3 separate regions of the Gossypium hirsutum genome follow, and all the other regions are linked to region 2. A link is a contact called in public Hi-C data. All regions are on one chromosome and are shown on one strand. Each heading gives the region's core, a stretch centred on a gene start, on an enhancer-like site or on the middle of the called end of the contact. The rest is flanking DNA. Distances are from core to core; before and after follow the strand shown. Region 1 holds the start of LOC121210213 (violaxanthin de-epoxidase, chloroplastic). Region 2 has its middle 9.0 kb from the start of LOC107955336. Region 3 holds the start of LOC121210229.

The links. Hi-C and Micro-C count contacts between places; a contact is called where the count stands out from the background.
Region 1: a Hi-C map of leaf shows a contact between it and region 2, with 3 times the contacts expected there. The contact joins the promoter of LOC121210213 here to the enhancer-like site in region 2. A contact is called at or near these places in 7 of 34 Hi-C or Micro-C datasets (callus, leaf and petal).
Region 3: a Hi-C map of leaf shows a contact between it and region 2, with 1.7 times the contacts expected there. The contact joins the promoter of LOC121210229 here to the enhancer-like site in region 2. A contact is called at or near these places in 3 of 34 Hi-C or Micro-C datasets (all in leaf).

The regions. Positions count from the first base shown.
Region 1 is chrA02:100,083,318-100,086,017 of Gossypium_hirsutum_v2.1, forward strand. LOC121210213 (violaxanthin de-epoxidase, chloroplastic) reads left to right here and starts at 1,338. Exons shown (of 3, transcript XM_041082323.1): 1 at 1,338-1,790; 2 at 2,144-2,700. The coding sequence starts at 1,482.
Region 2 is chrA02:99,905,797-99,908,496 of Gossypium_hirsutum_v2.1, forward strand. No RefSeq gene overlaps it. Among protein-coding and RNA genes, the nearest start is that of LOC107955336, 9.0 kb to the left of the region's middle. Within about 2 kb of position 1,280, at least 2 of the 9 cell types and tissues checked have an H3K27ac peak or open chromatin away from gene starts, as enhancers often do. A contact at or near this core is called in leaf, where this site is marked.
Region 3 is chrA02:100,103,604-100,106,303 of Gossypium_hirsutum_v2.1, forward strand. It overlaps LOC121210229, which reads left to right and starts at 1,278. Exons shown (of 3, transcript XM_041082324.1): 1 at 1,278-1,766; 2 at 1,918-2,114; 3 at 2,238-2,487. The coding sequence starts at 1,678. The coding sequence ends at 2,269.

The sequences.
Region 1 (2,700 bases), core at 88-2,587, 180 kb after region 2:
TTGCGGTGACGCCCCGCTCAATTGAAAATGCTTTTTAAGTTAAAATAGTCTGTACATATATATATATACACGAAAGGTTTCGAAGATTGGATTATGCATTTCATTCATCCCCTGGCATTTGTGAAAAGTACGAGGATACGACGATTCACAAGTTTGTAGCCAAGTTTAGTGATAATCGCGTGTATCCTCTATTATTTCTTCATTCTTAAAATATTTATCATATAAAAATGTAAAATTAAAATAATTTTACACAAATATATTAATAGAGATAATACATATAAAATAGAGAATTTGATTGTGCAACAATATTTATTATTATGAACCTTACCAATGGACAAGTTATGGGATTAGAATCTTTAAGAGGCTGCTATGGTTTTCTTTTTATAATACACAATTGGAATTGAGAATTGACGTTTGCGATGATGCAGCCGCCGGGCAATGCCTTCTGTAAAGTGGGTGATGCTGAAATACACACAATCCAATCTGATTCAGAATTGGTGAAATTCAATGTTATTACTAACTTCAAACTTTATATTTTTAAATTACAACATAATCCACACCAAACCACTGCTCACTTAAGTACACAACTTTCTAATTCACTTCAATTTCAAATTTTATAAATTATAGGGATTAAATTTGATAAAATTAGGACATAAATACTAAATTTACAATCTAAGGATAGTGCAGGGACTAATAACAGAATTTAACTTCTCTGAATTAATATTTCGAGGGTAAAACACTTCTCTAGTCTCTCTTAATTTTGAAACTGTCAATTAGTCTCTCTTTCGTCAATTGTGTATAATTTTGATATAGTAACAATTTTATCCCTCAATGTTTACATATATATATATTTTTAATTTGAGTTTGATTTTAAAAAATTCAACAAATTTAATCTCAAACATTTACATATTTGCAAAAATATTGTGGGTTAAATTTATTAACCCACAATATATATATTTTGATATAGTAACAAATTTATCCCTCAATGTTTACATATATATATATTTTTAATTTGAGTTTGATTTTAAAAAATTCAACAAATTTAATCTCAAACATTTACATATTTGCAAAAATATTGTGGGTTAAATTTATTAAATTATGATCAAATTGATAGAATGTGTAAATTATCAGAGCTAAATTTGTTATTATACTAGTCAAATTCATGTAAAATTGTTTAAAAATATTATTGCTTTTATTAATTGTCCTTAGTTGCTTACTTTCAAAATTTACAGGATTAAATTATTTTCATCTTTTTTTTCGAGGGATCAATTTGTTTAATATTAAAATTAAGAGGACCGGAGCGTATGTTAACATATCCTTCAACAGAAACACGCCACGTATTGAAACGCCGGTTCTAGCAAGTTGGAAAAGGCGGGCGGGTTCTACACTCCTCTAACAACCAACCACCATTTTCAATCCTACTTAGTTTAGCGTTCCAAGTAACTCTCCCTCCCACTCTTACCTTTCAAGCCCGTAAAGTCATGAGCTTGGTTCTGGAACCTCCGCCTCCACCTCTATCCAAATCCAAAACCGGTGCTCCGCTCAAACGCTGCTTCACCTCCATCCGCACCGCGTTATCTCCGCCAAACCATCGATTCAGAGCCTCTCGTTTTCCACTTCATCCGACTTCCAGCTCTAGACCAACTGTTACTGTGGTTCTAAAGACGGAGAAGGAAAAAAATGCGGTGACGGAGCAAAAAGACCCGCCGGTAAGGATTGTGGCAGTGGTCGGCCAAGGAAGCGTCAGCCCATTAAAATGCACCCCCTGGGAGGAGGTTATGATGCACACCGTAAGTGTTACTATTTTTTACTTGATATTTTCTTCAAATTCATTTTTTTTTCGTTCTCATTTTACTTTTTGTTTAAGATTTTGAAAGTTATTTGGAAAATCTTTTTTTTCATATAGATTTAAAATTTCGACAAAAAAATAAAGAAAAAAAGAGTCTATGATTTTACAATTTTACTAACATTGATAGTAAATTAATTTAGTGTAGCAAAACTTGCAATTGAACCTAAAAAGCTATCAGTTTATTTTGTAGTGTTGCATTTACATTAATGGACTTTTTTATTGAGCAACTGGAATTTTGATAGTGCTATTTTGGGAATTATATATGGTTTCTTGATTGTTTATGCTACTGATCAGGCAAAAAGATTGAAATGGGTGGATGAAGGATATGAAATGGTTGTTTTCCCTGACAATTTCCATCAATCTAATGATCAAACAGCCATGGATCTGCAAAAGGAATTGGCTTGTGCAGATATTTTGCTAGTTGTAGCTGTTACTAATCAAGACTCGGTGAAATGGATTGGGACAAATAGCGGAAACATCCCTAACGTAATCTGCTTTGAATCCGATCCGGGTTTGGTTAACAAATTAGGAGGCTCTTATGTCCACAGTGAAATGAAAGGAAGTATCTTTGACAAATTGGTGGGAATTTCTCAACTGAAGAAAACAGATGAAACAAAGGAAGTTGTGCAAACCGTATCGGAGGCATGGGACCGGTGTAATTCTGACGATATAAGGTTCTGTTTGTTGGTTATTATCAATGCTTATATTCAGCCAGTCCCGGTCTTGAAGAACTTGAGATCAAAGGGCTTTTCAACCCTGAACTGTATGGTGAAGAATTGTGGACCTCAGATATTGGATTGTCTTATGGATCCGAATTGTAGGAAAGCACTTCAATGCTTGAACAAATGCAG
Region 2 (2,700 bases), core at 30-2,529:
CATCATTTCTCTAATTATATAAACATGTCTAGGGATGAGAGTGAAGTTGAGGACCCATCTTCAATACTTGAAAGTGCAAATTTTATTTATGAAAACAATTCAACCGGCATTTGTGTGTCTCAAATTTTTAATTTATTAAAATTTACAATATGAAAATTTAAATTTGTGTGATTTAAGTGTGAAATAAATAATATAACTAAAAATATCCTTTCATTTATTAAATAACCCATTATAATTTTTTTTAAAAAAAATTGCTTCATTTATATCTAATGTTATTTTATATTCTTAGTGAGGGGACAATTTGAGATTAATCCACTATGGTAAAAATAGTATAGTTAACTTCAACAGAGAGTTTCATCAAATTAATAAGAGTATATAAAACTCCATCCATTTATAAAATTGGATTAAAAGTTAGTATATCTATTAGGTTATTTTTCAAAAACAATTAATACATAAAATATTGTATTTTTTATTTATTTATGATTTATCATTTAGCTAGATGAGGTTGAAGTATTCTTATATTATAGACACATGATTAAATTAATTTTTTTATTATTAAAATGTAATAGAAATATATATATATTGATAATTGTGAGAGAGAAATAAAGTTTTTTTAGATTAACCCAAACTCCCATGTTTACAACATATTATTCTTGCCATTGGACCTAAAGATTGTTGGTAACAAAGTTAACATTTACCATATGAAAAATTGTATTGAAAATAATTATTTTTTCAACTGCAATTCAATTCCAAACAAAAGATTTCATTTATAGAACTATATTATATAATCTTTACAAGTATTAACTCTGTTAAACAATAAATGGTATTTTTAAAACAGTAAAGGTTAACTTTATTATAATTTGACCTTATTTGATTCTTTTTTAATAATGCAAAAATTAAATTGACCCATTAAATAATAGAGAAACTAATTTGATCATATATTTACGATAGATGTATTTGCCAATGATTAAATGGCTACACTTAACTAAGTACAGTGAGGTGATTTTGTATATATATGAGGCGATGAATATGCATGAAAAGACGGTAGAGAAAAAAAAATTGTTATTAGTGCCTGTGAGTACATGGCATTGTTGATAAACAAGGAGGTTTTAGAGTTGGAATCACATCTTTTGTAATTGTGGTGTGTAGGTGAAGATTTTTTGATCGAATTAGTTGGATCTTTTACGGTACTTTATCTATGATGTATAGTATTGGTTTGTAATTGTATCCTATTGTATTAGTGAAATGTGTCTACATTTTTGTTGATATAACCCAAGGACATTTGACTTTGGGCTTTTTTGAAGTAGACCTAATGTTGTTGCTGAAATGGTTGCATAGCTTTGGGCATGGGCTTCGAGTTGATCACAAATGGGTCCAATGTCCCTAAAAAGTGGTTTGCCAACTTTTTTATTGAACAAAATAATCAATCATTAATCAATAGGAATCAAAGGTGGGGTTGTAGTATTAGATTCAATCTGTCACTAACTATACGACTTTATCATTAATTATAATAATTATTTATGTATCTAATTTAGTGAAAGAAATTTAATATAAAGCTTAAATGTTCAAATCTTACAATTAAAAAAGCAAATAAATTTAAAATTCTGTGTACTACCCAGTTTAAATATCCATTTAATTGTGTAATATTTGAAAATTTAATTTTATATTACATGGGGAGTAAATAATGTATTGATTCTGATTATAATTATGATAGGAAGTATTTTGATTTTTAGTATGTTTGTGTTTTATATTTATTTGAATATATTTTGTAGTTACTCAAACACATATTTATTTTGGTATAATCATAAAAGTGTTCTCATTCAGTATTAAATTCAAGTAAAGTTCTTTCAATAATGTCGATTTCAAGATTCCTAACTTAGTTATTCGAGCATATATTTATTTTGGTATAATTACAAAAATATCCTCATTCATTTGAGTATTTAAGTAATGTCAATTTTAAAATTTGAAATTTAAAAGAACATATTTATTAGGATTATATTATACTCGTACTTTAAAGCATTACTTTCAACAACTTTTGCAATCTTTTCTTTCTAGAAAAAAACCCCTCCACATACTAAATTAAATTACACTTTTCACTCTAATACACTTAATTATTTATACATTTTAACCTAACTGAAGGTGTCCAAATTTACTGTGGAAAGTCAGGCTTAAATAAAAATTTGGTCTTGTAATTATAACATTTTTTTCGTTGAAAAACTTAAAATCTTTTAGGATCAAAACTGATACCCAAATTATGATTGCATTATAGTAATCACCTCAAACATTTGATTTGTTAAGAAAAATTCCCTTACTCAATAATATTATGCCACCTGAACTGTTTTTTAAATTTAAAAAAAGGTTAATTTTTTTTTTTAAATTTTCATTTGTTCTTTAGCCCATGGTTGTCAGAACTAGATTAAATTAATCGATTGAACAATAAGTAGATGGCCTAATCAATTCAACCGATACCATAAAAATCGAAGGAGAATAAAACTAGTGTAAAATCAGTTGAACCAATTAAAAAACCATTTGAACTTAATTTAGTTTATAAAATTATTGTTTATGCTTATATTAAAGATGCTTTCTGTTTCTTCTCTTTCTTTCTTTTTTCCTTTTTCCTTTTTATTTTGTAATGGTTGAACTAAGAACTAATAGTTTGCTCAGTTCGATCATCGGTCTTGTTCTTACAACATTGTTCAC
Region 3 (2,700 bases), core at 28-2,527, 200 kb after region 2:
AAACTGAAGAAAATATTCAACCGTTTGATATTTTCTTTTAATGAGATAAATCCAAGTAAATCGGCTGCACATGTCAATAAACGAAACATAGTACAAACTACTCACACAAGCAACAGATGTCGGTCCCCACAAATCAGAGATTATTCAGAAGTAAATTGAGCAAAGGGTAATTTATATGATTTCTTTTTCTGATAGGCAACACAAATATTATCTAGATTTTTCCTATTATAAGCAATGTGACACTTATCAAGAACAATTTTAACAGTTGAGGTAGAAGGATGTCCAAGTCTTTTATGCCACAATGTAAAAACATCATTATCTGAAGAACTATCGTAAACCCTGGTGTTGTGAATAGCAGGTACTATATCAAATAGAACCGACAGATCAGCCGAAAATTGATAAAGACCATCACGAGCTTGTCCCGTAGAAAAATTTCCTATGTTTGGGCATCCTTAATAACATAATAAGACGGATAAAATTGAAAAAAAATTATTGTCATGAGCAAACTGAGAAACAGACAAAAGATTCTTTCAGATACTCGATACACATAAGACATTAGAAAGATATAATAATTTCTTCTTCGTGGGCAAGACAGAATTTCCAATATATGAGATTTTAGTGGGAATGCCGTTACCCATTAAAATAGAAGAATTACTTGAGTATGGGGTAGACTCATTCAAACCAGTAGTATTCTGAAAAACACGGTGTATAGCCCCTGAATCCCGATACTATGATGAATTTCCAACGGGAAGGGGAACATATGAATCATCAAAATTAGAACCGTACTTAGTGGAATTAGCATTGGATCCGGAAGTAGCCAAATAGTTGGACAGATTAAAACCGGTAATACGAGGTAACCTAATACACTGCGAAGAATCAAAATCAATTACACGTGCCATTGGTTTAGTCTTCTGCGGAACACCGGACCCACCATTTGGTAAAGAAGATGTGTAGCTTTCAAGGCCAACATTATTAATATTCGGCCCACTAGAAGGTTGACCACCATTATTGTTCGGCCCATGTTCAGGCTAACCATTAGTGGCATGCTACGCAGCAAATTTCAACCCACCAGAGGACAATCCACCAAGATCATTGGGCCCGTAGTGCGGTCTACTGCAGGTGACGCATGAGAAAGACCAACAGATGGAGCACAGGAATGGGCATAAGTAGCAGACGCTGGCCTAAAATTGTACCCCAATTCACGCAGTACGCTAGCGCCATGTGGACCAGGCAGATGTGAGCCACCACCAGGCCTGCTTATGCGGCCTGCATCAGAGAAATAATTAGGGCCTGCGTCCACAAAATTAGGGTTAAAGGGATTATAATCCCAAACATGCAGCAGACCATTGAAATAAGATTGCTGTGACGGCCACCTTCCCTAAGAGTCTGAAAATGGCGCCGATGAATGTTTCGTTGGGCTACCAAACTGTTTAGGAGCACCATTAGACCAAGCAAACTTTTCACTTCGAAAATGTTGGCCATCATCAAAGGAGAAACGTCCCATGGGTGAAGGAGATAGGCCGTCGTAGTCTCGATTATAACAGTAGTAGCATCGTTGAGCTAGATGACCGGAGCGACTGCAAATTTGGCATTGAACCCGTGGCCGAAAGCCACACCCACGAGAACTAGATGAAGGACGGCCGTCGTCATGAGTAGGATCGGCCACCGTCGTGTTCAATGGTACCTCAACGATATTTTGAAACAAAAGTGGCTCAGAGGAGAAAGACGCCAGCGTTATCAGAGCGTCAAAGTCTGATGAAAGTCCGGTGAGAATAACCTCCACCTTTTTGGCCTCCGAGACGATAGATCTAGACGCCTCCAATAGAGCGCAGATATTTTGTATCTTGGCAATGTATTCTTTTACTGTTAATGCTCATTTAATTTCTTAATTCTTGATTCTTGAGAGCTTCGCACCAGTCGCAGCAGCAAAAATCGATTAGCAGTGCTCCATATATCACAAGCTGTTTTGGCAGAGATAAAATATGACAGTAACGATGTGCTAACGGTAGAAAGTAACCATGATGCAAGTAACTTATCTTGCTGGGTGACGAAAGATGCATCTGGATTTGGAATCAGAGTTCCATTTGGAGAGGTCACAAAACGAGCCGGAATAGGTAACGTACCATCTAGAAACCCTTGCAATTTATGGCCTTCTATGATCAACCTTACATGCTGTTGTCACTGCACATAATTTCCATCATCTAACTTCACTGTATCGTGACGAGGGATTGGACCAGACGAGAACCAAAAAAAGAACCAGCGGAAGTAGATTCGGTGGAATTTGCCATGGATTCAGTAGAGAGAAGGAGGCCCTAGGAAGTTGGCGACTAATACCATGTAAAATACTATACTAAACCAAAGAACAATTTGACAAAAATTGAATTTACTTAGAAATTTGCTTAGTATTCATATCTGCCTTCATCAATTACACATATGATGTTTATATATTTGAAAATGAATAACTACTCTAACCAATTATACACCAGACTCAGTAACTGATTGATAACAAACTAACAGTCCCTAATCTCTTTACTCTAATATGGATCAAAACAGTTTTCTGATTTTAACAAATGGAACAGCTCATAACTTTGCTTCATGCTAAGTGTTTTGAACATTCTTATTTCGAATACTCTTTTGGTGAATTTTAACGAAGCTAATAGATATAAAAACAGGTGTATAGAATAAGTTTGTTGGCTCGAG